Regions from separate parts of the Mus musculus genome. Here all the other regions are linked to region 1. A link is a contact called in public HiChIP or PLAC-seq and promoter capture Hi-C data. All regions are on one chromosome and are shown on one strand. Each heading gives the region's core, a stretch centred on a gene start, on an enhancer-like site or on the middle of the called end of the contact. The rest is flanking DNA. Distances are from core to core; before and after follow the strand shown. Region 1 holds the start of Adamts18 (a disintegrin-like and metallopeptidase (reprolysin type) with thrombospondin type 1 motif, 18). Region 2 holds the start of Cntnap4 (contactin associated protein-like 4). Region 3 holds the start of Gabarapl2 (gamma-aminobutyric acid (GABA) A receptor-associated protein-like 2). Region 4 holds the start of Chst5 (carbohydrate (N-acetylglucosamine 6-O) sulfotransferase 5).

Evidence for each region. Promoter capture Hi-C pulls out the DNA fragments that hold promoters and counts their contacts. HiChIP or PLAC-seq counts read pairs in DNA pulled down with a chosen protein or histone mark.
Region 2: a promoter capture Hi-C map of liver shows a contact between it and region 1, with 6 times the contacts expected there. The contact joins the promoter of Cntnap4 here to the promoter of Adamts18 in region 1. A contact is called at or near these places in 6 of 39 promoter capture datasets (the 3T3-L1 cell line, hippocampal neurons, liver and 2 more) and 1 of 9 other capture datasets (liver).
Region 3: an H3K4me3 HiChIP or PLAC-seq map of embryonic limb bud shows a contact between it and region 1, with 11 times the contacts expected there. The contact joins the promoter of Gabarapl2 here to the promoter of Adamts18 in region 1. A contact is called at or near these places in 1 of 39 promoter capture datasets (hippocampal neurons) and 2 of 115 datasets of contacts at active chromatin or transcription factors (astrocytes and embryonic limb bud).
Region 4: a promoter capture Hi-C map of hippocampal neurons shows a contact between it and region 1, with 2.7 times the contacts expected there. The contact joins the promoter of Chst5 here to the promoter of Adamts18 in region 1.

Annotation. Positions count from the first base shown.
Region 1 is chr8:113,843,054-113,850,443 of GRCm38.p6, forward strand. It overlaps Adamts18 (a disintegrin-like and metallopeptidase (reprolysin type) with thrombospondin type 1 motif, 18), which reads right to left and starts at 5,786. Exons shown (of 23, transcript NM_172466.3): 1 at 5,334-5,786; 2 at 5,141-5,231; 3 at 1,802-2,115. The coding sequence starts at 5,423.
Region 2 is chr8:112,565,805-112,572,625 of GRCm38.p6, forward strand. Cntnap4 (contactin associated protein-like 4) reads left to right here and starts at 4,239. Exons shown (of 24, transcript NM_130457.2): 1 at 4,239-4,421. The coding sequence starts at 4,331. It overlaps Gm26994 (predicted gene, 26994), which reads right to left and starts at 3,771. Exons shown (of 6, transcript NR_132433.1): 1 at 3,659-3,771; 2 at 2,386-2,487; 3 at 2,081-2,194.
Region 3 is chr8:111,938,669-111,946,446 of GRCm38.p6, forward strand. Gabarapl2 (gamma-aminobutyric acid (GABA) A receptor-associated protein-like 2) reads left to right here and starts at 2,035. Exons shown (of 4, transcript NM_026693.5): 1 at 2,035-2,184; 2 at 2,492-2,547; 3 at 3,834-4,006. The coding sequence starts at 2,151.
Region 4 is chr8:111,906,697-111,914,530 of GRCm38.p6, forward strand. Chst5 (carbohydrate (N-acetylglucosamine 6-O) sulfotransferase 5) reads right to left here and starts at 3,503. Exons shown (of 2, transcript NM_019950.2): 1 at 3,436-3,503. Tmem231 (transmembrane protein 231) reads right to left here. Exons shown (of 7, transcript NM_001033321.2): 6 at 7,793-7,834; 7 at 5,311-7,413. The coding sequence ends at 7,236. Gm36531 (a long non-coding RNA gene) reads left to right here and starts at 7,410. Exons shown (of 3, transcript XR_879201.2): 1 at 7,410-7,505.

The sequences.
Region 1 (7,390 bases), core at 4,536-7,035:
CGGAGAGGCTACATTTTGTAAGAATGAGAAGACATAGAGACTTGGAAGCCTGGGATGAGATCTCCCCGGTTACTTCTACTTTTAGTACATTTAACACTTCTATCTATTTTGTATACCTTATGTATGTGTGTGGGTTTGAGTGTGCCACAGCATGCATGCAGAGGTCAGAGGAGCTAGCTCTTTCCTCCCACCATGTGTGTCCCAGGGGATTGAGCCTAAGTCAATGGGGCTTGAGAGCAAGCATCCTTACCTACTGAGCTAACTCATCAGCAATAGTCCTGGTTTTAGGGATGAGAAAACTAAGGCACACGCAGAACCCTACTAGCTGGTACTGGTTTGATAATGAGAATCAGGGTCTGCAACTGTTCATTGTGAGTGTTTGGAATGAGATGGTTTAAGGCTCTGTGGTGGAGGGAGTAACCCTGGAAGACTTTTGGAAATTGGAATAGGCAGAGGGTGGGAAACACAAGGAGGAAAGCCAAAACCCAGCAGAAGACTCAACACACACACACACACACACACACACACACACAACCACACACAGACACACAGACACAAACAAAGGATGAACACTAAGATATGTCCATGCATGTGCGTGTACATGTGTGTGTAAGCATGTCATAACACCCAGGGAATCTTTGAGACAGTCATCATTCAATTGAATTGAGATTAGCTGGGTATTGCTAACTCGTTTTATTTTGTCATTTAAACACGCTAAAGAATACCATGGCTGTGGTTAGGGTTTTGGCTGGATTTCAGGGCAATATGTGAGGAATAAAAAAGTTGTAACTAAAAAAAAAAAAAAAAAAAAAAAAAAAAAAACTTAACCCTTGAGAATATGGGAACCTTCATTTACACCAACCCACCCCCGAAGCCACCCCTCTCGCTTAGCCAAGCTGTATCCCATGTGTACATCCCCAGCTAATTCCCAATTGGGCTCTCTCAAATTTTCTTCCTTCCGCCCATGCCACAGCATGATCATCACGTGTCTCCAATCCCAACTCTGCTGTCAGTCTGAGACATTTCTCCATTGCAACATGAAATGAGAGCCTAGGATGTCATTTACTGCCTTGTCTACTTGATTGGATTCTGAATATCATTTACGTGGATATTCTCAGCCTGGTGTTTGACACAGAAAGACTATATGGAAAGGAAATCAGGCTCGAGTCCCAAGGGCTTTTAAACTTCTTGCCTCCAAGGGTGCCATGCTTCACCCTGCCAGTACCACACATCCTCTCCTATTTTAAGAGGATTCCTTCTGTAACTACTACACCACCAACAGAATTTCAAAACAAAAACAAAGAAAAACCCCTCCCCTTAATTCCATCATGTTGAAGGTAGGCTAACTCTGGCTGCTGAACACAATTCTAGATTAAAATGCAGTTTTCCCCTTTCAAAGCAACAGAGATGCATGTAGCCGGTTAGATTTGTAGAATGCCTGGTCTCCCAAGACGTTGCAAAGCGAATGGCATCCATCAAATTAATTTCCTTGGGGATCGTCTCAAACATGGGGAATGAAAGGGCCCAGGCCATTAAACATCAAAAGAATGTTCTAAATGCTCATTAAAGTTCTATTATATTTTCTTTGCTTTTCATTTTTCTTTCTTTTTTCTGCTCCCAGAGACCAGATTAGATTAATTCAATTAATCTAATTTATAATTATCTGTAATATTATACGTATCAGAGCTGACAGTGTGAATGTGTGGAGTTGGCTAGAGGGAGCTTAATGCGCTGGACATCTGTTCATTCAAGTTATACAAAACACGAAAGAACGAGTTCCATTAGAGCAGGGCAGACTCACCAAGCCGGCACACGTAGACACAGCCACAGAGGACGAGCTGTCATTTCTGATAAATCCCTGATACAAACACTGCGGTACCTCAGGCTCCCGAGTCTCTGAAGCACCGTCCTTTCCAAGTACTTGGACTCTAAAGTGACTGCTCAAGATCGCCGAGGGCTTAAGCTCTAAATGTAGATCCTGTCCAAATGCTGAAACTCGGTAGTGCAGGGAGTTGCTGGCACCGTGTGCCGATCGCCTTTTCCTGTGGTGCAAAATGTCGTGTGAAATATATGACCCGCCCGAGTCCACTTCTACTGGCACGACAAAGACGTAATCTGTAATGGGAAAACAAAAAATTAGCTGTCAGCACCCAGAGCCCAAGATGCCAAAAGGGCCACTTTCCAGCAGCTTGCCCCGAAGCTCACAAAAAACCTTGTTCCATGCACCTAACAGTGAAGAGAATTCAGAGAGGCTGGCTCACTGCATTCTGAGCCATCGGGCTCTGCCAGCTTATGCTATAGCTGGGATTGGGGCTCAGGGGCCCAGAACTTGCCTAGCATTAAAAAATAAATAAACCCTACAAAAACCAAAAGCTAAGTGCAACTTTGATAAATCTCAAAGATATTTGGGTGAAGGGTCAATTCTCAGTCTGAAAGGAAATACAGGGGCTCTTCATATATTAGCCATATGTAATCATATGTAACTTATTATTGTTGATAAAAAAAATCAGTATAAAGGATGGATTTGATTGATAGCCTTGTTTAGGTCCAACTTAGAAACTTTCCTGATGGAGTTTAAATTGTGAATGACTCATAAAATATGCTGTTTCTGATTATCCCCTTGGCTCATTAACAAGGGGCACCCAGCTACTCACGCCAGCATTTGGATCTCCCTTAGTGTTTCAAGAAGCCTCCACCGGGGACTCTCCTGTTTAATCCCAGGCCTAAAATACAACCTCGGCAAAAAACATGCCTCCAAACCATCAGAAGCATCCAGATAGAGGCTGATGTTTGGAACTGCTCAGACTTGTTGGAGGGGGCGTGGCAGATCAGGGACACCTGGAAAGGCATGTTTAAAAATGCCTTCCCCCTGGCTCCCCTGAACAGCACTAATTGCTGTGTGATCTGGGGGTGTGTACAGGGGCGGGGTGGGGGGGTTAGGGGAAGCTGGGCAGCGAGGAAACAATTTGCTATAGGAAAGAGCAAAGTCAGTATGCTGCTTTCTTTCACAAAACATTGGAATTGAAAAGCATCGTCCCAGAAGATGATGTGGAGCATGCCCAGTGTGAATTAAAAAAAAAAAAAAAAAAAAAAAAAAAAAAAAACTTCCACTTTCTAGGCACAGAATGGGAAACTAATTTGTAAAGTGTTTAGAAAGATTCCGAACAACTAAGAGGCATGTTTGAGTCACTTGGGTCCTTGGCTTGCAGAAGAGAAAGGGGGGGGAGGGGGATTCCCTTCCTTGAACAGTCAACAACAATGAAATAAAAACAGAAGATGCTAAGGAATCAGGGAGTCTCGGGTGTGTAGAGATCGATACACAATACACAATTCTAATTGGGCTTAATTAGTAAAGACACCCAACAGGACCATTTGTGACTTTTAAGGTGTGGCCAGCTCTTTTATGGTTCTTTCATTTTCTCCTTCTCTCCTTGAAACTAGAAACACCCTATCATTGACATATTCTTCAGAAAATAAAAGGAAAAAATGTGTTTCCCTTCTCTTTCCCTTAAAACTGAGCAGCACACATCTTAGTTCTCAAAAATTTCTGATATGTTGTTCTGCAGGTATGTAGCTTTTGATTAAAGCCGTCTTTCTTTCCTCGCTTTTTTTTTTAAAAAGGGAAAACCCATTTTCTCTATCTACCAGTCATACCTAACTACATAATAACCTTTTCCAACATATGTGCGGTTTCTACAGTGTGTGTTTCCGGTTTCTACAGTGTGTGTTTCTTACCTCCTTGTGCACGGCCATCTGAGATTGCACCTGCTCTTACTTGGAAGACCATGTAGGCGTGTTAGCCAATCATCTAGACCCCTCACCCCCTACCTACCCCAGACACCTGCTACAAGTTTGTTTCCAAGAGAGGAACATACAGGCTGTTGGTTACATTCAGTCCTGTCTTGGAGAGGGAGCACCGAGAGGTTGGGGGGTGGGGGTGGGGGAACCAATGTGCTGTGCTCTGCTAGCTACTTATGGTCCTTTCAGGGGCTGGGAAATATAGCTTAGTAAGCAGAGTTCTTGTCAGACATGCATGAGGCCCTGGGTTCAATCCTCATCACTACATAAACCAGGTGTGTTGGGCATGCAATAAGGAGGTGGACCCTAAGGCCAAGGTCATCTTTTCCAAAGCTAGATTACATGAGACTCTGCCTCCAAAAACAAAATACAGAAGTACTTTCGGGCCACGCCTGGGACAGAAGAGCTCCCCAGCCATTAGATCCTGGTGGAACAGGAAGGAAGTTTTAGAAACTATAGACTCTGGCTGGTCCAGTTCATTTCTGGGTCTCCTATTCTCCAAACATCCAATCTCTGGAAGCTTTTACACATAATTCTAGTGGCTTTCAGTCCCAGAGTCAGCCCTTGCACCAGGACAAGAGGACTCAATTCTACAAAGATGAAAAATTTAGAATCCCCAGAAAGCCATGGTGGCCTGTAAGGTCTTGCTAAAGAGCCCTGGGCAAACATCAATTGTCCTCTTGCTGCTAGTGGGAGACACTGAGAACAAGGGTTTTTCTCTCTCTATGAGTTCTGTGGAGTTAATAAATGAGAAAACCGAAGCGTGTGCTAGATCTTTGAAGCTGGAAGACAGAAAAAAAAAGGGGGGGGACTTAAAGCACCTTGCGACAGGGTGTTCCCCCAAAAGAAGACATCTTTTGGGCATCCGTGAGGCGATGTCACTGAAGAGAGAGTATTCAGTGGGAAACCAGCAGTAAGGAAAACACGGGTGGAGTGGGGGAGGGGAGACACTCACCCCTCTCAGCCTCAATCTGTGGCTTTCCCAGCGGAGGAAGGAAACGAAGGAGCCTTTTATCAATTCCCCACCCGGTGCCCACTTCCTCTCTAATTTCTTACTTAAGTTCGGATTTATTTTTCTTAACAAGCCATCTGTGAAAGAGGGAAATTATTTTCTCATCTCTGTGACTCGTAGCTTGAGGCACTGATTTTCTGATAAGCTCACAGGACCTTGCTGCGCTTCCCTCTTTCTAACCAGGGAGCCTTTTGCTCAGACAGCACACACCTGCCAGGTTAGGAGATGCTCCTTAACCTACCACATCTCACGCTAACACAAAGGGGACCAAAGTGCAAGGGGAAACCCTTGTGGGATGGTGGAGTACCCAGAGAGAGGGTAAATACGAACCATCATTTAATCCGCTGCCACCGCTGCTGCCGCTGTCACTGGCTAAGGCGACGGCCACCGAAGCACAGCAGAAGCAGCACAGCTGGAGTGCCTGCAAGAAAGAAAAGGGTGACACCGCCGCGTGAGCAGCGTCGCGGGGCGGGCGCCTCCCTCGTCCCCGCTGTGCGGCGCGCCCCTCGGTGGTGGCACCTGCCTTGGCCAGACGCCCCAGTCCCGCGGGCCCCCACGGCGGCCCGGGACCTGCGGCCCGGAGGGCGCACAAGCACAGGAGGGCGCACTCCATGGTCAGGTGCGGACGCGGTGACTGTGGCAGGCGCGCATTGTCCCCCGCGGGCAGCGGAGCCCCAGGTGTGGCGCCAGGTGCGAGTGGCCGCCGCCGCTCACATGGCAGCACGAGAGCCTGCGAGCCTCCTCCCTGCTCTAGCCTCGCGGGCCTGAGGTGCTTCGGGGTGTAGGGAGCTCTGCCAGAGCCCGGTCTGCAGCGCCTGTGGCTATGAAACTCTGTTGGTGATGCTCGCGGGTCTGGGCGCTTGTCGGTATCAGAGTGATTGTGTGCGGCTCGCACAGAGCAGCCAGCTGGCTCCCCCAGCGCGCTAGAGCCGAGCGCCCGCCTCTCCTCCGCTCCGTGATTGGCGACCGGAGGTTTCCCCGGGTTCGTCCGAGCTCCTGTGCAGTAAAGGGCGTGGGATTTCTAGGCCTGGGCTCCGAGGGAGGGAACAGAGGGGGCGGGGAGGCCGGGTGGGAGTCAAGGGGAGGGAGGGACGGACACACCGCCAGGAGAGGGAGGGCAGCTCTCAGGGTCCGCCTTGGGATCCTAGCTCAGGCGCACAGAGAGATGAGCCTGGACGCTGGAGGCGCAGGTAAGAGGCGTTACTTTCAGACGTGTCTTCTGGTGACAGGGTGAAGAAACCCAAGGCTTGCTGGAAACTTTCTGCAGCTCTCTTTCTTGTGCCACATCCTTGCCCCTGCCCTGACCAGGTGGGAACCCTGAACCTTTGATGAAAAGATGTACGACCTGAAGCTCTTGCGAACTCAAGATCTCCCTGCTGCCCAGAATCCCACCAGCAACTATCCCATCCAGAGCAGTTGAAGAATAGACAGTGGGCAGTGAATAAGTAGTCACTGTCTCCGGTGTGTGAACCCTCCCCCACACCCCTTCTCTGAGATGGTTTTTTCCATGCTTTCTTTTTAACAAGTTGAATCTTGTCCCCAGACACCCAAACCCCTTTGTATTAGTCCTAAGAAACAGCTTTGTGGTGGGCATGCGGTACCTCCTATTCTGTATGGCTAGCCATTTCCTCAATGCATTTAATTGATTCTTATGATCTCTACAGTTTGTAGTGAGGAAGAAAATATAGCCTTTCATAGGCCAGAGGAACAAGACCTTCATTGGGTAGCTGAGCCACAGTAAAACAGTAATAGAAATCTGTGATTGCAAGTATCTGTAAGGATCACAAAGGGGCTCTTAAGCCAGAAAGGTTGAAGTTGTGAGAGAGGAGGGAGGGAGGCAGGGAGAAAACTTGTCAGACATGAGACATCTCTTATAGATGCCACTGGGGAAGGGGGAAGCCCCCAAATTAGGTCTACATGAAGAGCTTGAAGTAGGAAAGGGTGTTGTTGTTGTTGTTGGTGGTGGTGGTGGTGGTGTTTGTTGTCATGGCTATGAAGGAAGTGTTAAACAGGTCAGAAACAAAACCATGTAGTGGCTAGGTGAGAAAGGTATTGGCAGGAGACAAATCTCCTGCAGGTATGGTGGATGCAGGAAAGCAATTAGATTTCAGTGAATGTGTGTTGTGTGTAGGTAGGGAATATATCAGCTCCAAAAATCAGCCAAAAGGAAGCTTGTTGATTATGTAGACAGGTCAGGGGTACCGAGGCAAGTCATGGAGGAGAAAGTTACGCTACTATTGCCAGCATTAGAGTGTGCCATGATAGATCTTACACCCAAGCGTGGTAACAGGAGACAGCCCTGCTCAGTTCCCTGAATACCAGCTAAATGAGGTCCATGCCAGTCTTAGAAGTGATTGCTCAGTATACACAGCCTTGTTCACTGATGCAACAGTGAGTGGATGCTAAACGTGGGCTGTAGAGGCAGAATGTGGCACATGTCTGCTGGAAGGGTAAGGCGTGGCTTCAAAGTGAGAAACATCTGGTTCTGTAACCACTGGGGTTTCCCAGGGCCCCTGTCCTACAAAATGTTAAACAGGAACCATCATGATAGATCTAAAGGTTATTGTAAGAACTAAGTCT
Region 2 (6,821 bases), core at 2,989-5,488, 1.3 Mb before region 1:
CGATGTGAGTGTAGGTGATATTAAACACAACTGAACCATTGGGATGGTTGACATCTGGACTAGCAGATGTCAAAGACCCATGAAATGCATCTCTGCATGTCTATGGAGCTCCTTCCTAAAAGAACTAATGTGTGGGGCTATGACTGGGAGAAAAAGGCTTGCCCTGAGTGTGGGAGGCAATACCTAGTGGACTGGTGCTCTGAGTGATGGGGTGTTGTTGGAGAAGTGGGTGCGTGTCTACCAGCAGGACTCAGTCCACTCTGACTGAGTGATGCTTCTTTTGTTCACTGGCCATCAGACTCCAGCTGCTGTAGCCTTTCTGTGTGACTTAATACAAGCAGCTCTCCAGGCCCCCAGAGCTGGGCCCAAGGTGTCCAGCTTTATGGACTGGGCAGCTACCACATTCTCTGTCTTTCCATAGGACACCGTTGTGGACCTTCCCAGCCCCTCAAGGAAAGCACACCAATGATTTCATATATATATATGTGTGTGTGTGTGTGTGTGTGTGTGTGTGTGTGTGTGTGTGTGTGTGTTTTCCTTTTGCTTTTGCCAATAAGGAAACCAAAAACTAATGCCATCAAGATATTTCATCAAAATGGTAGTGGGAGATACATTCACATTTAGGTTTCTCTATTTCCCATGTATAAGCTCTCTCCTTCCGTGGTCAATAGACAGTAAAGGGCTTTACAGGGACTCGAAATGACAGTGCTTTCCAATCTGCACAAGCTTTCAAGAAATTGGTCTATCAGTGTGAAAGGTCTCTCTTGAATAGCACCTAAGATATTTCACACTGAGAACTGAACCTAGGGCCTCCTGCTTGCTAGGCACTGAGCTACATACCCAGATTTTATTTTTAGTGTATATTTTATTTTCTGAAAGAACATTTTATACTTATTTATTTACTCTGTCTCTGTCTCTGTCTGTCTCTGTCTCTGTCTCTCTGTCTCTGTCTCTGTGTGTGTGTGTGTTATATGAATATGTGTGCAAAAGCCACAGCACATGTTTACAGGTCAGACGACAATTGGACAACTTGTGAAGTTAATTCCCTCCTTCTACCATTTGGGATCTGAGGACTGAATTTAAGTCACCAGGCTTGGAAGAGGCAAATGCTCTTACTCACTAGCCATCTTGCTATTCATTTTTTTAAAGATTTATTTATTTTTGTTTTACGTATATGCACATTTTGCTTGCATAGATGTATATGCACCAATTGCGTGCAGAATCCACAGATACCATTATAAGAGGGCATCAGCTTTCCTAGAACTGGGCTTAGGCATGGTTGTGAGCTTCCAAGTGTGTGCTGGAAACTGAACTCAGGTCTTTTTCAAGAGCAGGAAGTACTCTTAACCACTGAGCCATTACTCCAGCCTCTCCACCTTTTATTTTTGAGATAAGGTCTTACTGAGTCAGCCAGACTGGCTTTAAACTTGTTTTATTGCCTGGGGGAGACCTTGAATTTGAAGTCCTCCTACTTTAGCCTCTGGAATGATTGGGGTCTGGGCCTGTGCTGTCAGGCTCAGGTTGACTTAAGTTTTCAATTATATATGTGTGTATATATATAATATGTGTGTGTGTGTATTCCTATTTTCATCCAATACTAATCTTTAAATTTCCTCATTTGTTTTCTGCAAACCATGATAAGCTTAATAGGATGATAATACTTCCTTCTGGAAAGCCAAGGCAACAATTTTATAGGCCTATAGACCAGAATGTCAAGTCCATATCCCTTCCTTCCTTCCTTCCTTCCTTCCTTCCTTCCTCCCTCCCTCCCTCCCTCCCTCCCTCCCTCCCTCCCTCCCTCCCTCCCTTCCTTCCTTCCTTCCTTCCTTCCTTCCTTCCTTCCTTTCCTCCTTGTTGAGACAGTCTTAAATAGCCTAGAATCACTTCAAAGTTGCTATGTGGCTGAGGGTGATCTTGACTTTCTCATCCTTCTATCTCAATCTCCCAACTGCTGGGATTACAGGCATGTACCACCATACATAGTTTATATAGTGTGGGTGGTCAAACCTAGGACTCTGTGCCTTCTAGGTAAGTACTTTATCAACTGTACTACATTCCCCAATGTTTCCTTTGTACTCACGTTTTTCCATCTTTCTTTTTTTTAGTACCCTGGACAGCTCAGTCTCACTGAGGGCTCAGTCTCACTGAGGGCTAGAAGGTCCAGTCTCTCCCTTCTGTAGGCACAGCACATTTCCTTCAAAATATTGATTTGAGAATTTAATTAGATAATAGGTGGCAGATAGCTTGTGTGCAATGAAATCACTGCCCCCCAATACTTACTAATATAGATCGTTAATGCATAGCTGTTTTTCCTTGATATTTTATGACCAGAAAGCAAAAGCCAGGCATTTAGGTGTAGGAGCACAGCAAACATCTAGACCTTACCTTTCTTTTCACTGATGCTGGTTTGAAGGACTGGGTTTTTTTTTTGTTGTTGTTGCAGGAGTTAGTCTGGGTACTGTGAACCCTGATATGGGGGCAGCAAGGCTGAGGATGAAATTGGTAGAATCAGAGCCCCCCTAGCCCCCCAAAAAACAAAACAAAACAAACAAAACAAAAACAAAACTCAGTCTAGCTTCCTCTTTCCTTCCTAACTCAATGATCCTGCACATCATTCTCTTCTCTGTTCTTGGTTTTCCACCTGCAAAATAGGAAAAACAAAACTATCCATTTGGCTTTGTTTGAAGTCAAGAGCTAAATAATTATGCTTTGTTTATGGATGGTTCTCTCACCCCACCCCCTTTTTCATAGCCCAGCAAGGCTGCCTCTGGTTCCAAACACCAAGATGTTGCTTGAGAGCTCCTGGATTCCTGCCTTGATGACGCCCAGGAAATCAGCAGGAAGACGTCTTGACATTTATTTTAAAGAGATGATTTACCCTCTCTGACACCATGTGATGTGCCGCTCTGTATGGGGTCTTAACTTTATCATTTGAGTGCTTTAATATTCTACACAAGCAATAGTGCCCAGGGAGTGGCCACTGGAAGAATATTCTCTGTAGTTGTTGATTTTCTGAGTGTGTGTTGCACCCATTTGTATGTCTGTGAGTATGTATAAGTGTGTGCATATGTGTGTGAGTGTATGCATGTGTGTGCACATGTATATGTGCATGCATGTGTGCCTGTGAGTGTGTATAAGTGAGTATGTATTCCTGTCAGTGTGTGAATGTGTGCGCGTGAGTGTGTACCTGTGTGTGCACTCACGTGTGTGTGCACGCACACACATATGGGAGGGGGTTCCCTTTTTCAGTATTCCATAATTTTCCATTTTGGGCCCTCTGGGAATTACTATTAAGAAACATGATTATGGAATGCTGCCTATTTCCAGAAGGATGCTTTCATAAAACTCAGTCTACTCAGAGAACTCTTCATGGGTGGATTTGTATTCCTGAAGCACCAACTAAAATAAGAAATGTTAATTTCTCGCAGACTATTATCAGATGATTTTTAAATATCTGCCAAGCAGGAATGTCTGTTCCCATGTGAGGAATTTCCGTAATAAAATCCTGGCACCGGAGCACAAGGCAATAGTTTTATAGAAACAGAGAAAAACAGCACGCGTTTTCCCGGAGGACAGTTTTAGCTACAATTCACCAACGCTTGCTTCGTTATTTCTGTCTTATTTTATGCTTTTGTTTTGAAACATAATGCAGTTTTACCTGGATACACTCCCGGGCAATCAGGAAATAGCTCACTATGTTGGTTGGTACTGCCAAATACAAGACCTGCGGAAAATCAGAAGGCTTCCTTGCCTGGCTGCTTTCCTCACCCCAAAGGGTGGCAGGGCACAAAATGGGTTAAAGCTTATTGGAGAATAGAGGGGAGGGGAGGGAGCCCCGAGGAGGCCAGGAGCAGCGGGCAGCGGGCAGCGCCTCCAGGTCCAGCTTCCATCACCTGCAGCCGCTGCGGAGCTCAGAAAGCTGCTGGCTGCTGCTGTGCTTTTTGGAGGAGGAAGGATGCTGGGGCAAATTTCTAAGACCGGTGCGAGGAGTGGGCGTGGCCTCGGCAGCAGTGTGTAAGCTTGTTAGGACAGAAGCTGGTTGCTTTTCTGTGAGGAACCAGTACTGAGGGCAGGGGAGAAGGAGGGTGGGGAAGAAAGAGAGAGAGAAAGAGAGAGAGGAGAGGGAGAGAGAGAAGGAAGGAGGAGCAAGGGAGGAGGGAGGAGGGAGAGGAGGAGGAGAGAGCGCGCGCGTGAGAGGAGGGAGGGGGAGGAAAGAGATCCAGAGAGCTAGAGATACTGAAGACCCAGTCAGTGCTGGGTGAAGGACTGAGGAGAACCTGTCTCCAGCGCTCTGAGAGCCACTCGAGATATTTTGGGGAGCTCAAAAATTATGAATATGGGATCTGTCGCTGGAGCTGTTCTCAAGATGTTACTTCTGTTGTCTACTCAAAATTGGAACAGAGTGGAAGCTGGGAATTCATGTAAGTACACAGCAAATGATTTAAAACTTGCAGGGGGGCTCCGCGCAAAACTTTGATTCTGTTGTTTTCACGATTAATCTTTTCAACTGGAATCGCTGCGGGGCTAGGAAAAGCACTACAGGGAAATTGTGCAAATATGATCGGGTTCCTCTTGGTCTGGTCAAAATATGCAATATGTTATTTGGATTTTTTTTTTTTTACTAGCAGAATTTCACTCTCTTTGAATATTCATTGAGAAGACTCAACTTCTAGTAAAACATTAAATTAGCATCTTAATCGGGGGACCAGCCCGGGAACGTCTTCCATTGCGCCTGTCTTGAGGTCATTAAATTTCATTGGGATTATTTGTCTACCAGGAAAACAACCCGCAGACTTGATATTCTGCTGCATTAGCTGAGATTTCTGAAGTTTGCGATTTAGCAGTGGCTGGCTGCATCTCTGAAATGGTGCAGGCTAATAGCTGAGACATACTGCAGACTTCGCGGGCAGGGGCAGGCAGAACTGGTGGAGGCACAGCTCAGCACTGGAGAGCTGTGTCCTCAGGCAGAAGAGCACTCCTGGATGGGTACCCATCCCTACATCTCCCTTAAAGGGAAATGTGCAGGTGACTTCCCCCTCCCCCACCACCCGCTTAAGTAGTGTTCTCTAGTGGTTGAATTTTCAACTTCATGTATTTGTGATTGATTGTCTTAGTGCTGAGTTCATTGATTCGAGGAACATTTGTTATGGTCTCGTTGCTTAATTTAAATATCATCCAAAATACCCTGGCCCAACTCTTTCGTCAGCTTGCCATTGGAAATAGGAAAAGTTTTAAAAGTTTATATTTGGTTTAGATTCTTTAGATAGAAGAATTTCCTCTTTTTATGTATGATAAAAACAGCCAAGCAAACACACAACTTTCTATTTCTTTCTCTGCTTTACAAGAAAGGGTTATAAGTCCTGCTCAGGAATGGATGGGACCTGCCTTACTGACAGCTTTAGGTTTGAGAGACAAGACATTGGTAACTCTCTTTGCCATAGACCCTCTTTTGCCTTAACTGTAGAGTCCTCACGAGGGAAAGGCACAGGGAACTCACTGCCACGAGCTCGTGTCCACCCACTGATGATTTTTCAGGAGCTCATTTAATGTCAGAATTTACCTGCCACTCTGCAAAGGCAAAGGAGAGAACTTCACTCCTAGGCTGGACTGTGCTTCCCATTCAATTTCAAATCGAATGTGTGGGAATCCCATTAAATCAGTAAAATATGTATAGTTTCACCTAGCCAAAATCTTAGAGGGTCCTGTGGGTGATGGCCTTGACAAGCGCTGTAGCAAATAAACAAACAAGGATGATACACAGCAGACCTGAACCCACCTACCCGCTCAGTTGAAGTTCTGTGGCAAAGGTGTAATTCCTTCTGCAGCTGCAGGGGTTCATCAGAGAGGGAGCACTAGAGGTCACTGTTGCGATGCGAAGCACACAAGCTCTTCCCTTGAGTTGGGCAGAGCTTCATGCTGGCCTAACCCAGTTTGTCTTCCCTATGCCTTGCCTGCACATCTTTTTGCAGTTTATTAATATGAATAATTGGGCTGTGAGCTGCGGATGTTTGTTTGCTCGCTTGCAATGTGGTACAGAGTGTCACCGGAAGATCCATATTAAAAGGCTTCCCTTCCTCGTTCATCTCAGCCAGGGAAAAAGTGAGCAGCTGAGATTTGAGGAGAAGCCAGTGCTCATGTCTGCTTAGCTCTGCCTGGGCCTCCCACGGGTGCCGTTTCAACCTTGGATCTGTATCCATCGGGGTTCGATTTCTCTATGAAGTCATTGGATAAATGTGGAGAGCCTAGAACTGAAGTGAACAAGAACACTTAAACATTAAACTTGGAATTCTTAGTTAGCAGACCTATTTAAGAGTTAACTTTTCTTCAAGTGTCCAAATTTATAATTCAATGGCTTCCGAAAATTAAGGTGACTTTTAGTTAATTTCTTATTGGCATTTTGACAATGTGACATGCAAACGTAGAACAAAAGATTTCATTTCCTAATTTTTACATTATTCCTCACTCTTTACATTTTGGAGGAGTCAAGGTTCACTTGTTGCTGGGTTGGGATAGAAAAATGTATGCTACCATGGTATCAGTTTTGGAAGACGGAGCAATGTATTATGAGTTTATGAACAGGGGTGCGCGTTAACCAAAGGGCAGGCAACTGGAATCAGCACAAGCATTTCAAAGTTGCCTTATGAGACTTCCCCAAACTCTCCTGAACCAGATTGTTTATTAATAAGAAGTGAATCAATCTCAAATCCCACAAGTAAAGTCGGGGGAACTGCATATAAGCAAAAGAAAATTAAAGACCTGCCTCTCAGGTGAATGTAAACACCTTTCTTCTTTATTTACAAGTGACTCACAAGGAGAAAAAT
Region 3 (7,778 bases), core at 785-3,284, 1.9 Mb before region 1:
GTGATTTCTTTCCCGTCTCTCTCTTTCTTACATTGGGGATTAAATCCAGGCCTGGGTGTGCTCCATCTCTGAACTACACTCCCAGGTTAACCTGATCGTTTAAAAAAAATGTCTGAATGAGTTGGGCGTGTCGGCAAAGTTCTTTAGTTCCGGGAGCTCAGGAGGCAGAGGCAGGCAGATCTCTGAGTTCTAGGTTATCTTGCCCTGCAGAGTGATTTCCTGGACAGCCAGGACTAAATTGAGAAGCCCTATCTTGAAAAAAAAAAAAATGCTTGAATGCATTACAGATCTTCTTAAAAGCTCTTGTTACCTGATGGTAAAAGTCACAGTTGTGCAACTCAAAACACCGGTTTGTTCCAGATCTTTCTGACCCTTATCTCGTCCCACTCCTTCTCATTTCTTTAGCCACTTGGGGTCCCCTGTGTTCCTGGCAGTTGACAATTTCTGTAGTAGCCCTCCACCCCAGCAGTGCTTCATGTTCTTGTCATCCACTGTTTTACTTTTCTAAATGTCACCTGTCATCACCTGACATTTAGTTTCTGTTCCCAAGGCACAAAAGCTCTGCTACAGCAGGGGTGTTGTTTGTTTTGCTCCATGGATTTCTCCCAGTCTCCAGAACAGCACTGTGTTATGTCTGCAACATAACACTCAATGCATTTTTTGTTTTGCAGAAGACAAACACCTAGTTGCTCAGACACAGTCTTTTTTTTTTTTTTTTTTCCAGACAGGGTTTCTCTGTGTAGCCCTGGCTGTCTGGGAACTCACTCTGTAGACTAGGCTGGCCTTGAACTCAGAAATCCACCTGCCTGCCAAGTACTGGGATTAAAGGCATGGGCCACCACACCCAGCTAACACAAAGTTTTAAAAGTTCTTTAAATTAAATTTTTTTTTCCTTAAGATTTTCATTATCTTCCCTGCATCTGGGTGTGTATGTGTATGGAGGCTTGCCACAGTGAATGCCTTGAGGCCAGAAGATAACCTTTGTAAACAGGTTGTCCTCCATCACTTGGGTCCTCAGGATTGAACTCCGTCTGGCAGGCTTGGCACCAAGCGTTTTTACCTGCTGGGAACTGAGTCTCTCCCCTCCCCCCAGTGGAAAATAACAAATACTTTCAGAATGAAGTTATAGCCACAGCATCTATCAGGAATTTCAACTGTAGGGAATGATTGATGACAAGGTTCAAACACTGGCTCTACAGATGCGGCAGATCATATAAGCACGTGGTCAGGTGGCCGATTAACTGCATATTCATGTTCTGTGTTCACCAGTGCATAAACAGATGGTGACCCAGAGCCGACTTCCTGGATGACTATGCTACGACTTGGACAGGGGTGGAACCTCGAGGCTTGTGCCTAGGGCAGGTGACACCCACAGCTCAGGGTTAGTGCCGAGCCACTCCCACTGCCAGCTCCTTCTCCTAGGGTGTCTTATGACCAGCTCTCCCAGGAATCCTCCCCGCCTGACACTGGCACTTCGCCTCTGACAGTTTCCGATAAAGAATCTCTGTGATCAGGGATATTCCGTTGACTAAATGAGTATGTGTGGTACTTGTTCATAAGTGTTCATGAATGTTTAAAATATGTATTCGTGAGTGGGAAGTGAGATTTGTTTAAATCAAATTTTAGGTGCAACAACTCCTATACTAGACCTCTAGGTGGTCACCAGTACTCGTTGCACACAGCGCTTGGAACAGGTTATCCCTCCATGCCGAGCTCCCGCCTTCTCACCCAGCCAAAAATTAATATTCATTTCTCCTTAAGCCCCAGACTTCCCCTTCCAGAGCCCTTTACAAGCGTTCCAAGCTATGAGCCATGACCTGCCTGTCATGCACAATCCTGAAACTCCATTCCAGTCACTAATTCCTAAAGTCTCCACTGTCACTCACAGACTTCCCAGCCACCTACGTCAGTCTCCATTCCCAGGAGCGCTCCTAGGTCTCCGCTTAGGCTCCGCCCTCTCACGTAATCGTAGCCTACTGAAGCTCTTACCAGGCCCGCCGGAAGCCCCGCCCCGGGAGGTTGCTAGGCTCCGGCAGCCGGAAGTCCCGCCTGTGGAGTAGTCGTCGCTGCCGCCGCCGCCTCCGTTGTTGTTGTGGTCGCTTCGCCGAAGTCCGCGGCTCGAAGAGCCGGCTCCGTCGCTTCCCGTCGCCATGAAGTGGATGTTTAAGGAGGACCACTCTCTGGGTAAGCGCGGTCGGCCTGCGGGGCCCCAGATCGCGGCCCCTCCCCCACTCCCGCCGCCCTGCCGGGCCCGCTGGGTCGCCAAGGCCCCGGCATCCTGGCGCCTCCCACGGACCCGTGTCGCCCTACGTGGATCTCGCTGGGAGTTCCTGAGGGGATCTGTGGCGAGGGACTCCGGGGCTAGGACTCGGGGCGTACGCACGCAGGCAGGTTGCGGGCGGAGAAGGGCGGACAGGAAGAAGGGGTTCCGGCAGCGGCGGCCCTGCTGTCCGGCAAGTGCGAATGTCAGCCTGGTTTTCTTCTTCCCCAGAACACAGATGCGTGGAATCCGCGAAGATCAGAGCGAAGTACCCCGACCGAGTTCCGGTGAGTGTGGACTCCCCGCCCCCTCACCCCGCTGTCACCCTTAGCGTCTAGGAGAGGTGTCGGGCGGGCGCGCTAGGCCGTGCAACAGTTGAGAACTTAAGGTCTCAAGGTGTAGCCCAGAGACCGAGGACAGCCTGGGGTTCCGCCGGCCCAAGCTTGGGGCTTAAGGGGCTGGTGCTGTCCAGGGGCACCAGTGCTGAATCTCCCGATCTAGGGCAGCAAGCTGCTTGCAGCCTCTCGGCTCCCTCACCAATTATGTAAGGAACCGTGTTCTAGGACAGGGCAACAGGTCACTGCCACTTTGGGGAATGATGGTGGAGGGAGACTGGCATTTGGGGTTGGATACGGTAGCATCCTTTCAAGGTAGTCATCTTTAACGCTGGACCTTTAACTTCGAGTTTCTCTTTACCCTGATTCTGCCATCCTTGTTTGACTAACAAATCTGAAATGCTCTCGTTTTGCCTCTAATCAATAAGTATGTTGCTTTATTTCTGCTTTCTGCCCTAGTTGGGGCGATCGTTTCTGATATCACTATTGATTTTTGAAGGACATAAAGTCTTACTATTGTAGTGCTTTGCTTGTAAACAGTCCCTTTGAGAAGCAGGAGGATAAATGTTAACTGTTCAGAGAGAAGCAACAGGCCAAATGAAAATGTCGGCTCTTGGGTGGCTGTAGTTGTATAGCTTTGCCCTTAGTTCATCCATTTCTTTCCAGTGTTGTTGGGGATTGGAATGCTCTAACAGGGTCTATCTATGGATCAAAAGATGACAGATGAAACCCTAGCCAGATCAATCTTTTCATCGGCCTAGATAAAATGTTAGAGAGCTACCCTTGCAGTGGGGTGGCACGTGCCTTCAGTCCCAACATTCAGGGGTCAGAGGCAGCTGATCTCAGAGTTTGGGGACAGCCTGGTCTACAGTTCCAGGACATCTGGGACTAACAGAGAGACCCTGTCTCTGGAAGAAGATAGAAAGCTTTGTAGCTGTGCTTCTCTTACAAACGCTGAGATCAGAAATGAGGAATATCAGTCAGCTCTGGGCCTCCAGAGCGGGGCTTCTTGAGCTGTGGGCATATTGATTTACTCATCTGTGCCGTTTCCCACACACTGCCTTGTCCACACTCTGCTCATCAGACTGGAGCAATCAAGCCCTGTGGGTAAGTGCTGGAGCTCGCTCTCCCTCGCCGTCCCTCTCACAGTGCTGGGAACCAGGTAGCAGCCTTTGTGGATTCCAGGCAAAAGTTGCTCTGTGGAGGACTGGCCTGAGCTTCTGACCCGTCTTTCCCAGGTGATCGTGGAAAAAGTCTCGGGCTCTCAGATTGTTGACATAGACAAGAGGAAGTACTTGGTCCCCTCGGACATCACTGTGGCTCAGTTCATGTGGATCATCAGGAAAAGGATCCAGCTTCCCTCCGAGAAGGCCATCTTCCTGTTTGTGGACAAGACAGTCCCACAGTCCAGGTAAGAAGTGTTTGCTAGCTGGGCCTGTGGCTTGGAAATCCATTCGCCGCTTATAAAACTCAAACCATAGGAGGTGTTCTTAGTACAACTTCTTCCTTTCCTTTTCCTTCCTTCCTTCCTTCTTTCCTTCCCTCCCTCCCTCCCTCCCTTCCTCTCTTTCCCTATCCCTCCCTCTTTCTCTCTTTTGGTTTTTCAAGATAGTTTATTTCCTCCTTTTTTTAATTAGATATTTTCTTTATTTACATTTCAAATGTTATCCGGAAAGTTCCTTATACCTCCCCCCATGCCCTGCTCCCCTACCCACCCACTCACACTTCTTGGCCCTGGCGTTCCCCTGTACTGAGGCATATAAAGTTTGCAAGACCAAGGGGCCTCTCTTTCCAATGATGGCCAACTAAGCCATCTTCTGCTACATATGCAGCTAGAGACACAAGCTCTGGGGGTACTGGTTAGTTCATTTTGTTGTTCCACCTATAGGGTTGCAGACCCCCTTCAGCTCCTTGGGTACTTTCTCTGGCTCCTCCATTGGGGCCCCTATGTTCCATCCTATAGATGACTGTGAGCAGCATCCACTTCTGTATTTGCTAGGCACTGGCATAGCCTCACTGAAGCTATATCAGGGTCCTTTCCGCAAAATCTTTCTGGCATATGCAATAGTGTCTGGGTTTGGTAACTGATTATGGGATGGATCACTGGGTGGGGTAGTCTCTGGATAGTCCATCCTTTTGTCTTAGCTCCAAACTTTGTCTCTAACTCCTTCCATGGGTGTTTTGTTACCTATCCCAAGGATGAATGAAGTATTCACACGTTGGTCTTGCCTCTTGATTTTTCTTGTTTTGCAAATTGTATCTTGGGTATTCTAAGTTTCTGGGCTAATATCCACTTATCAGTGAGTGCATATCAAGTGACTTTTGTGGGTTGTTTCTTTTATGTAGCCTTGGTTGTCCTTGAACTTTTAAACCAGGCTGACCTTGAACTCATCCTGCTGCCTCCCTGGAATTGAAGGCATGAGCTACCACACCCAACTTTTTTTTCCGAGACAGGGTTTCTCTGTGTAGCCCCAGCTGTCCTGGAACTCTGTAGACCAGGCTGGCCTTGAACTCAGAAATCCACCTGCCTCTGCATACCAACTGCTGGGATTAAAGGCGTGCTCCACCACACCCAGCTACTTTCACTTTTAAAAAATTTTTATTCCACACCCAACTCTTAATTTGCATATCAATAGCTTTAGGGGATGGCTAAGGGCATTTATGTTTGAATTAATTTTAAGAGTATCTGGTGTTATTTGATGTATATGGGTGTGTGCTTGTATCTGTGTAAAGTTCAGAGGACAACATCTGGAGTTGATTCTCTTCCACATTAGCACTCAGGTTGTAAGGCTTCCTGACTAGAGCTTTTACTTTAAGCCTTCTAGCATACATCTGGAGACAGGGTCTCTCACTGAACCTTGAGCTTACTGATCTAAACATAGGTCCACTTGCTCACAGAGTAAGTCATCTCCCCAGACCCAGATCTGGACTTTAACATGCACCCAGAAGTTGACTAAGATACCCTGTGTTGACCTGGCCTCCACACACACATGTGCAAACCCCATGCCCTCAACAAATTACTCCTCAAATCCTTCACAACTTTTTTGGCCATAAGCCATAGGTAGAACTGAGGCCTGCGATGAGGGTCTCATCTATTTTTTTTTTTTTTACAGATTTATTTATTTTATCTGTATGAGTACACTGTAGGTGTCTTCAGATACACCATAAGAGGGCATTAGATCTCATTACAGATGGTTGTGAGCCACCATGTGATTGCTGGGAATTGAACTCAGGACTTCTGGAAGAGCAATCTGTGTTCTTAACCCCTGAGCCATCTCTCCAGCCCTGGGTCTCATTGATTCATTTAAACTGTTTCCTTTTCTCTCTACCAGGGACCAGAATTTAGGCAGGGGCCATGTAGCTCACAGCCTGTTTTTAACTCCCCTGGGGAAGGAAAATCGACTAGCTTGGCTGAGACTTGGTTACTCCTTTCCCATTAATGACTGGGCATTTAAAACCCTGAGTCATATTTCAGCTTTCATGTGTCTCCCCAGTGGGGATTCCTTGTTACATCTAATTTAGTGACCTAAACTAGCTAGGGGGCTAGCCTAGTTTGTAGGAACAAGATTCACTGAGAACTACAAAAGATGCCAGATGTGGTGGCATACTGGACCACATGCACACACATACGCATACACACACACACAGCTCTTAGTTTGATTGGGAATTAAAGAATTCCTATACAGTGACCCTGGGCTCTACAGTGACTCTATCAAAAAAAAGGAAGGAAGGAAGGGAGAGAGAGAGAGAGAAAGAGAGAGAGAGAGAAAGAAAGAAGAAAAGAAAAAGTTCCAAAAGAGAGCTAAGTCAAATTTTATATCTTATTTCTATTAAGGTGAAAGATTGGCTATTGTCTTGGTACTGTTTCTTTGTAAATCTTTGTACTATCTATTTCTGGTCTCTGGTAGAGAGGAAGTTCGGGAGAATAGCAGAAGCTTCAGACAAGCCAATAAATACTTGGCCTGAGGGGATAGGAAAGCCAGAGCCTGAAGACTCAGAGCCTGAGCCACTGGGTGCTACCTTTCTGTGCCACCTATAGCTCTGGAGGTCTTGTCATCCCTCTGCCTCTCTCAGCCTTCATTCAGAGGCTCTTGGGCACTTTGTTGATGGCTGTGCACTTTATTTTACCAGGAGGAAGCTGGGGCATCTGTGGGGCCACTCTGCTCCCCTTAAGGTAGAAGGAAGTAAATCCTTGATGGATTCCAGACCTTGCATGGCACCTTGGTGATCCTGCTTTCCTACCTCTGGAGAGGAAGTAGGACACGAGCAGCAGTGGCACTGGTTTAGTGTCCTTAGTGCCTGTCCTCTGGCACTAAGTGGGGACCCAGGTCAGGGCCTTGTCTTGCCAGGCAAGTGTTCTACTAAGCCATGCACTCAGCTCTAGAAGGGAACGGCTCAGGCCTCTCTAATGGACCCTAATGTCTAGGGATGGGAATGGCTTCTGTGTCTCCTCACCCTTCTCCTGTTGTCCCTGAAGTATAAATCGATTGGAAGTGAAGTGGTGCGACAGAGGTCACATCAGAGCCGTTTTCACTCCAGGTTCTTTCTAGAAAAACACGAGACCATTTTTATTTCTTCTATTTGCCTTTCTAGTCTGCTGAGTCTACCCTAAAGCAGGTTACATTCGACTGAAGTGATCTAGGGCCTAGTGATCAGACCCCAGAAACCAAATTCTGGTTCCTCAGGACAGAGCATGAAGGCCTTTAGTACTTAAGGTCCCAGTTACTGACTTTTTGCCCTACAGGCTAATCTGTATTTCTTTGGGGGTTTTAAAAAATATTTGTTGCTGGGCTGTAGTGGTGCATGCAAGTGGGTCTCTGTAAGTCCCATACAGCCTCGTGAATTCCAGGATAGCCAGGGCTACGTAGAAAGACCTTGTATTAGACAAAAAGAAAAGGTTTTAGAGCCAGGGCAGTGCTGACTGCACGCCTTTAATCCAAGCACTTTGGGGAGGCATAGGCAGGTGAATCTCTGAGTTCAAGGCCAGCCTGGTGAATTTTAGGGCAACTAAGGCTACACAGAGAAATCCTGTCTTAGAAAAACCAAACAAATGAAAACAAAGCAAAATGTATTTGTGGGCCAGGTTTGGGGTAGTAGACACTTGTAGTTCCAGTTCTTAGCAGGCTGAGGCAGGAGCAGGCTACCTTGGAGAATATAGTTGAGGCCTCCTCCAAAAATCAAAT
Region 4 (7,834 bases), core at 2,253-4,752, 1.9 Mb before region 1:
AAATCTTTGAGAAAAAAAGAATTATTAAAAATCATAGAATCATATAGAGGGATCCTGAACTGTGAAGCTCCTTCCCATAGCAACACAGGATATTATATAGGGAGTATACATTTAACATATCCCCGTGCTTCCTTGGCAGAGCCCTTATAGAGAGCATCTAGAATGTTCTCTGATTTATTTATTCATATTTGTTTGTTTGTTCATTTGTTTATTTACTTAGAGACAGCATCACACTCAGTAGCTCTGTCTAGCCTGGAATGTGCTATGCTGTGGAGTGAGTGGTCTGTCTTCCAACTCAGTTCATCTTGCTCGGGTCTCTGAGATTAAAGACCTGTGCCATGCACAACCCTTTGAGATGAGAATTCTGGAATTTTAGGCTCTTTAAAAAACACAGAAAGAGCCGGGCGGTGGTGGCGCACGGCTTTAATTCCAGCACTCGGGATGCAGAGGCAGGCGGATTTCTGAGTTTGAGGCCAGCCTGGTCTACAGAGTTCCAGGACAGCCAGGGCTATTTGGAGAAACCCTGTCTTGGAAAAACAAACAAAGCAAACCCCAGAGAGAAACCAGAACGTGTTTTTGCTTTACTATCACGTGTGGAGCTGCTTCCCAGTGGCTGACTCTGATTTGCCTCCTGCTCTAGCAGGGGCGTGGTTTAACCAGCTGCAGATAGTTTCTGTGATTGTGTGATGTTTGGAATTCTGGGAACTTTTCAGAGGGTCTATAAACACTAGAGCTCCACTAGGTGGGGGTTGCAGTCATTCAAGGTGGGTTGGTTGTGGTTTGTTAATAGTCGTGCCCCAAGCAGAAACAAAAAGAAATTAGATTCAAAGATCTTTCTCTCTCTCTCTGTCTCTCTCTCTCTCTCACACACTCTCTCTCTCTCTCTTTCTTCTGTCTAGCAATAGTGAGTGAAACTGGGGGTGGGGGATACAGGGTGGGACAAAGCAGCACCCCACAAAGTAGTAAAGACCAGCTATGAGCAAAGACCGAAAAAAGAAATTAGATTCAAGGATCTCTCTCTTTCTCTCCTATGGAGTGATTCAGGCTGAAACTGGGGAAGGCAGAGAGGATGAAGGGTGGGGAAAAGAACCCCAAAAGTAGCAAAAGACCAGCTACAGCCTTCTGAGTAATTTTTAAATGACTTTATGTTTAAAAGAGCAAAGTATTTGCCCAAGTCAATGACGTCACTAAAAAGGATTAGTTGAGAAGAAAGGAAGTTGAAACAGTCAAACGGTGTCGTAGGACATACTTCAATTTGAAACAAAACAAGACAAAATGATCTCTAGAAGCTATCTTAAAGATAATGGGAGAAATTTCAATATGGACTTGTCTTAGGTGATGCTGAAGGCTGTCAGTACCATCCAGTATACTCCTGTCTGTGCAAATCTACATGGCGTGTGTCCTCCAGTGAGGCTAGAAGCTGGACCCTGTTCCATCGGAGGGACCAGGTTACTTAATCTCTCTGTGCCTGTTTTTTACTTTAGATTGATAAAACAGAGGACATAGTATCCCTAACTTACGGGCTCCGACTCAAGACGGGGATGCTCATATTTCTAAAGCACTTAAAATAACACTAGTCTTAGCCGGGCAGTGGTGGCGCATGCCCTTAATCCCAGCACCTGGGAGGCAGGCAGATTTCTGAGTTCGAGGCCAGCCTGGTCTACAGAGTGAGTTCCAGGACAGCCAGGGCTATACAGAGAAACCCAGCCTCGAAAAACCAAAAAACCAAAACCCAAAAAAAAACCACAAAAAAACCCAAACAAACAAAAAACCAACCAACCAAACAAACAAACACCCCAAAAAACAAAAAACAAAACCACTAGTCAGGTGATCTTGTGATCTGAGTCATAATTATATTATTCTATGAACCTAAGAGAAATTCCTCACATAAGAAAACCCCTAGCACAGCAGTCCAGACAGACTTTGATGACCCTCTGACTCTAACAAAAGGCAGCTAGTACAGGCAGAGAAAACACAAGTGCACACAACACAGAAGACTGAGAAATCATGGCTGGAAGCCTGGCTTTTGGGTTCATAGCCTATGTCAGATTCCTTCGTAAAATGAGACTAGAACGAGTCACCCCACCCACTGTCTTCTCTTCCCTGTATGTAGCTCTTTCTGCACCCGGGCTTCCAGTCAGCCTAGCCCCAGCCTCCCCCCCTACCCCCCCCCCCCCCCCCCCCCCCGTGTTCGAGCCTCAATTCCCTCATCTTTAAAAAGACAGCATTTAGCCGGGCGTGGTGGCGCACGCCTTTAATCCCAGCACTCGGAAGGCAGAGGCAGGTGGATTTCTGAGTTCGAGGCCAGCCTGGTCTACAAAGTGAGTTCCAGGAAAGCCAGGGCTACACAGAGAAACCCTGTCTCAAAAAAAAAAAAAAAAAAAAAAAAAAAAAAAAAAAAAGACAGCATTTGGTGTATTTAGCTAAGAGCATGGCAACACAGTCCTGTAATCCCAGAATTTATGAGTTGGAGGCCAGGCCACCCTGGGCTACAGTGACAGCCTGGACCGTACCAAGTAATCAGGCCTCAAATCCCAGAACCCTTAAGCCCTCCTTCCGAAGTGTGGGGGGAATTGAATTTGTTTCCCCTTCCTGCTATGTATTAGGAGGAAAGAGAAAGGAACATTTTTTGGGGTGCGCACAGCACATACTGCGGCCAAGAAAACCCACTGCTGTGTCCAAGACTGAACATCGAAAAGCCAAGCCACTAGACCCAAATTCTAGATCTGGTTGCAAACTAATTTTTTTCTTCAGCATTCTGTGACAAAGCTCTTGAGCAAGCTTAAAATGATGCACTACTAGTGGATGGGAGAGGGAAAGGAGGGGTGAAGCCCCTGGCGGACTGACCATTTCCAAGAGCCCTGCGAACCATAACTTGTCACTATGACACACATTATACACAATTCACTCTCGCCACCAAGCCTGGCTAAGCTGTCAGACCGGTGAGCTACGAGAGCTGCGTCTCCAGTTCAGTCCAAATCCCTCCTTGAAATGGAACATCCCACCTGGAGACCTGATTACTCATCTATACCCGAAAGCTTGGAGTTTGCCCACGAACTGGCCCTGCCGCCCAGAGGAGAACCGCTCTCTCCCCAGGCTCAACAAAGACTCCTAGGACTGGTCCCTTCCGATTTCTACCCCACAAGCAGTCCTTCTTCCCTGGGAATCCACGGGGACAGACTCCGTTCTTACGATCCCACAGCGAAGAAGGGACATCCAGTGACATCGGCCCGGGAATCTAGAGGGCACCGATGGGGTACTAACATATAAGAAACACTTGGAGAAAACCAGATAGGAATCCCGGAAGAGCAGTAAGAACGAGATGTTGGGGTGCAGGAGTCCTTAGTTATCCTTAACCTTAGTTATCACGAAGACCCGGGCCCCCCACCCTGGAGCAGGCACCCCGTCCCCTCCCCCGTCCCGGCCCCGCTCTACCTGCGCTGCCCGCTGCGCTTCTGCGCTGCGCACCCAGGGCGCACACAAAGAGCCGCTCAGTCGGTGGTGGCTCTTTGCCTGGGGCCGCCGGCGGGAGCCAGGGCGGGATCGGAGCAAGGAGGCAGCCAGTTGGCCTAGGGCTCCTCTATCCTTCCCAGGCGTGACCGTGGTGGGCCACGCCCGGGGGCGGGGGAGGGGGGCGAGGGCAGGAAGGTGGAGGACACAGGTGGGCTCCCGGAACACTGACCGCCCCCCACGGGGTGGGGTGGATGGATCATCAAGCCTGCTGGCAGAGCCACCGCTCGGCCCCACTAATGGACCGAAAATATCTGTCCCGAGGGAAGAAGCTTCCAGAGGACAAAAGGCCCTTGTGCAGGAAATTGAATCTTTATCTTGCCCCCTCCTCTGAGGGTGGCATCTTTGCAACTATCCAAACAGACACCTTGATGCCAGGGGGACCAGGATGCCTCCTAAACAACAGCGGAGTCGGGAGGGGCCGAGGGAACAGGTAGTTTTTGCAGCTGCCATCCCCTTCGGGTACACGCCTCTACCCAGAGGTGCAGGTCCAGATAAACACTGGACACATCGCAGAAAAGAGATTTCTCCTCTTAACAAGTAATAGGGCAGAGCCCAAGCATATGCAGAAGGCAGGGCTTTGTGGGAGATTTGTAAATCCGTGGTGGGGGTTCAAGTCCCTTCTGGGAGCCTTTCCGGGCTTGCGGCTTGGCAAGATAAAATTAGGATCCTTAACCATGACCATGAGTTTTCTGAGCTAGTAACTTCTTTCTGAATCTATCTTAAGGAAATAAACCAACAATGAAGATTTATATATAACTTTCAAAGAAGTGGTATTTACCACAGGGGGCGGGGAAGCTACAATGAGCACAAAAATAAATAAACAAATAAATAAATAAATAGCTGCATTCTAAGAGAATGCTGTCTACTAACTTCTGGGTAAAGTTAGATGGCGGTTACTTTCTTCAGAGCTGGGTGGTAGCAGCACAGGCCTTTAATTCCAGCACACGGGATGTGAAAGTGGGTCTCTGAGTTCGAGGTCAGCCTGGTCTACAGAGTGAGTGCCAGGACAACCAGGGCTACAGAGAAACCCTGTTTTGAAAAGTAAAACAAAAATTTAAAGTCAGGTTTGGTGAATCATTCCTGTAATTAATTCCAGCACTTGAGAAACTGAGGCAGAAGGATTACCTGAAGTGTAAGACCACCCTGGGTTACATTCCAAGACCCTGTTTCCATAACATTAAATAAGTTTAATCGAGGCTCGTGAGATTTACATATTTTCTCCAGGAGACACTTTTAGAATTTACCTGGCCAAAAATGTACAAAACTTACTTTGAAATGCATGAATGTGAAGAAGTGGGGGGGGGGGGGGAGAAATGAACAGAGTAGGGGGGACCCAGGCCTCACCTCACTCAAACAGAATCTGAACGGATCAAGTGACAAAATCAGACCTTTCCCCATCCACCTTCCCGGGATGAGTAATCAACTCAGACTCTGGGTTAGAGCTCAGCTGCAATTCTGTATATATTTCCACTATTTTTCCTTTTGCCATTCTGTGCCAAGTAGGCTTAGAACCACCCAACATCTGATCTGAAAAGCTGATACTCACCAAACACAGTTGTAAGTTTCCAGCCTGAGCCTCCCACTTGCCATATGGATTCCAATGAAAAAAAATCTTCTGTTACTAGGGGACTTTTGCCAAAGACCTAACAAAAGCGCCAGCGTCTTTAGGCAGGGCACTGGCAGAGGACGGCTATTAAAGTCAGTCAGTCAGAACCACGGGGAAGCTCTTCTCTCCCTATTCTCCACCGTCACCACCCCACACACACCCAGGGTCCCTGCCGTTCAGAAGCCAAGGGAAACGTTCTTTTGGAATATTTTAATTAGAAAGTTATAAAACATCATTGAGTTCTCAGTACAATTTTTGCACAGGATAGTTTAATTTAATGCAAAGTATCTTTGGTCATCTTTCTGTGTCTTGCTATCTTTTTTCCATACAATATACTTCTGATCATGCCCCAACCCCATTTCCTTATTTTATTGAGATAGGGTCTCAAGTGTCCCCGGCTGGGCTCTAACTCAAGGATGATCCTGAATTTCTCTGCTCCTGCCTCCACCCACAATGCACCGGGGTTATAGGCTTGCACCACCATAAAGGTTTATGTGTAGCTGGGGATGGAACACAGGGCTCCAAGTGTGCCAGGCAAGCGCTCTTCCAACTGAGCCACATCTCATAACCTTTTTGAAATTGAAATCAGAGACCATTTTTTTCATGTATATCTTCAGAAAAAAAAAAAAACCCCACTCAGGCACATAATCAGCTGTGTTAAGTCGGAGAAACTAGTACCAGAGAGTTTTTCTCCCTGAATACTCAAAATAGCTTTATTTTCAAAATTCTTACTTTGCTCAGCCTGACAGAAGGATGTCTCCAAGGTAAACTGAGGCACGTGGTGAGGAGTGTTTGTGGTTAGACCTGGAGGCATGGGGGATGGGGTAGGGAAGTCCTTTCAGGGCAGGGCTAATGATGTGGCAGAGTTTTTTAGGAGAGCACACTTGCTAGGGGAAGGAACGGGGCCAAATAACAGTTTTGGATGCAGAGTAGATGTCTTTGTAGATACATACCTCTATAGATTACAGGGCTATCTGGCTAGGCTTCTTGTCACTCCTTTAATGGCCAGGCTGGCTTAGATGCTCTGCTCAGCCTCTTTCCTCACCCTCCTCATGCCTTCCCCCAGAGCCTCCCCTCTGTTAAGTACTCTGTTCCTTAATCAAGGGAACTGCAAAACAACTGAGTTTTCAGCTCAGCCTCCAAATAAACCCTGCGGTTGTCAGGCAGTGGAAGCCAATGCCAACAACAACCCCTCTGTCACCCACATCCTTTCAGAAAGGGGGAAGGCCATCAAGGAGGAGTGGCCAGGCTGTTGGGTGAGAGCCAGGGAGAAAGAACCAGTTGTTAGAAGCCCACCATCCTCCCCTGGTGCAGGGAGGGGGTAGGCGGACGGACTGAATGAAGCAGGCGCTTCTGACTCCAGCCGCCATCCCAGGGGCACAGACAGAGGGCAAGAAACAGGGCACAGAGCCAGCCGCACCAGGAACAGAGGGCCGTTCAGCTGAGCTGATGACAGACCCCCACCTATTAGCCTGAGGGCAGGTGTCTGGTCCTCCTGCCCTTAAGTTACCCGCCAGCAAGCACGCGGTTCTGAGCCGCTTGTATTTAGGTCCTGGCCTGCCCCCTTTCGGTCTCCAGTTAAGAGGCTTCAGTTCTGGAAATCAAAGTTCTGAATGGGCACTGTGTAGATACCTAGGAGTAGAATGTACTCGGGGCTTGCGTGTTTCTTGTGAGAGCCCCTGGGGAGGCTAAGAAAGCGGCTAGCTTATGATAGGAGATAGGAGTGCGCAGGGCGTCCCAGCTCAAAAGACTCTTCGCTTGACCGGAGGTGGGGCTCTTTCAAAGATGTATGAACTCACAGTAATTGTCTCCCTGAAATTCAAGGCCAAAGCAAAGCAAAGCAAAGCAAAACCAGAAACAAAACAAAACAAAACGAAAATCACAGCCTCCGGCCACCCTGAGACCTTTCCACAAACTAGTGTTTGTGGGTTCCCTCGGTGCTTTGAAGGCGTGGATTTTGTGCAGTCCAGCCCTGGAAAAACCGTTGTCTCTGAAGTGAAACATGCAGGCCTGAAAGTGTCCGGTGGGCTCTTCGCAGAAATGTTGTAAGATGGCAGGTCTCAGAAGACAGGAATGAGGTAGCCGCGGTCCCTCGGGCTCCTGACGGGGTATCTTCTCAGGATAAGTGCTCTTTCCGTATCTCTCCCTGGGGCACGGCTACAGGGATAGAGGTCACTACTTGGTTCTGAAACACGAAGATTTTGATTCTTTCAAACACCCAGAGGAAGATCAGCAGGATGCTGACATACTGGATCCAGGCGAACTTGATCATCTCCCAGAACCCTGGCTGGTAAGTACAAGGCGCTAAGGAGACTACACACGTAAGACGCCGTTACCCGGAAGGAGGCAACAGCTACACGTAAGACGCCGTTACCCCGGAGCTCAGGTCAGATGGGAAATAGAAAGAATATTTCAAATACTCTTCAGATAAAATGGATGACCAGAGATTATTAAGATATAAATATGGTTAATTCTGCCTCAGAAGAATTGCTTAGAAAGAAATAGGCACAGGAAATTGATTTTTCTTTGCTGTGGGAACGGCAGTCATTTGTGTTGGGCTGCAGCAATTTCCTATCTTGTGAGGCCCACATCTGTTCCTACTTGGGGTAGCTAAAGAAGCTCTCCTTTCTTAGTGGAAATGAGCGACCACGGGGCAGCTAACAGAAAGGATATGAAATGACTTCCGTGGGATAGCGGATGACAGCATGGATCACG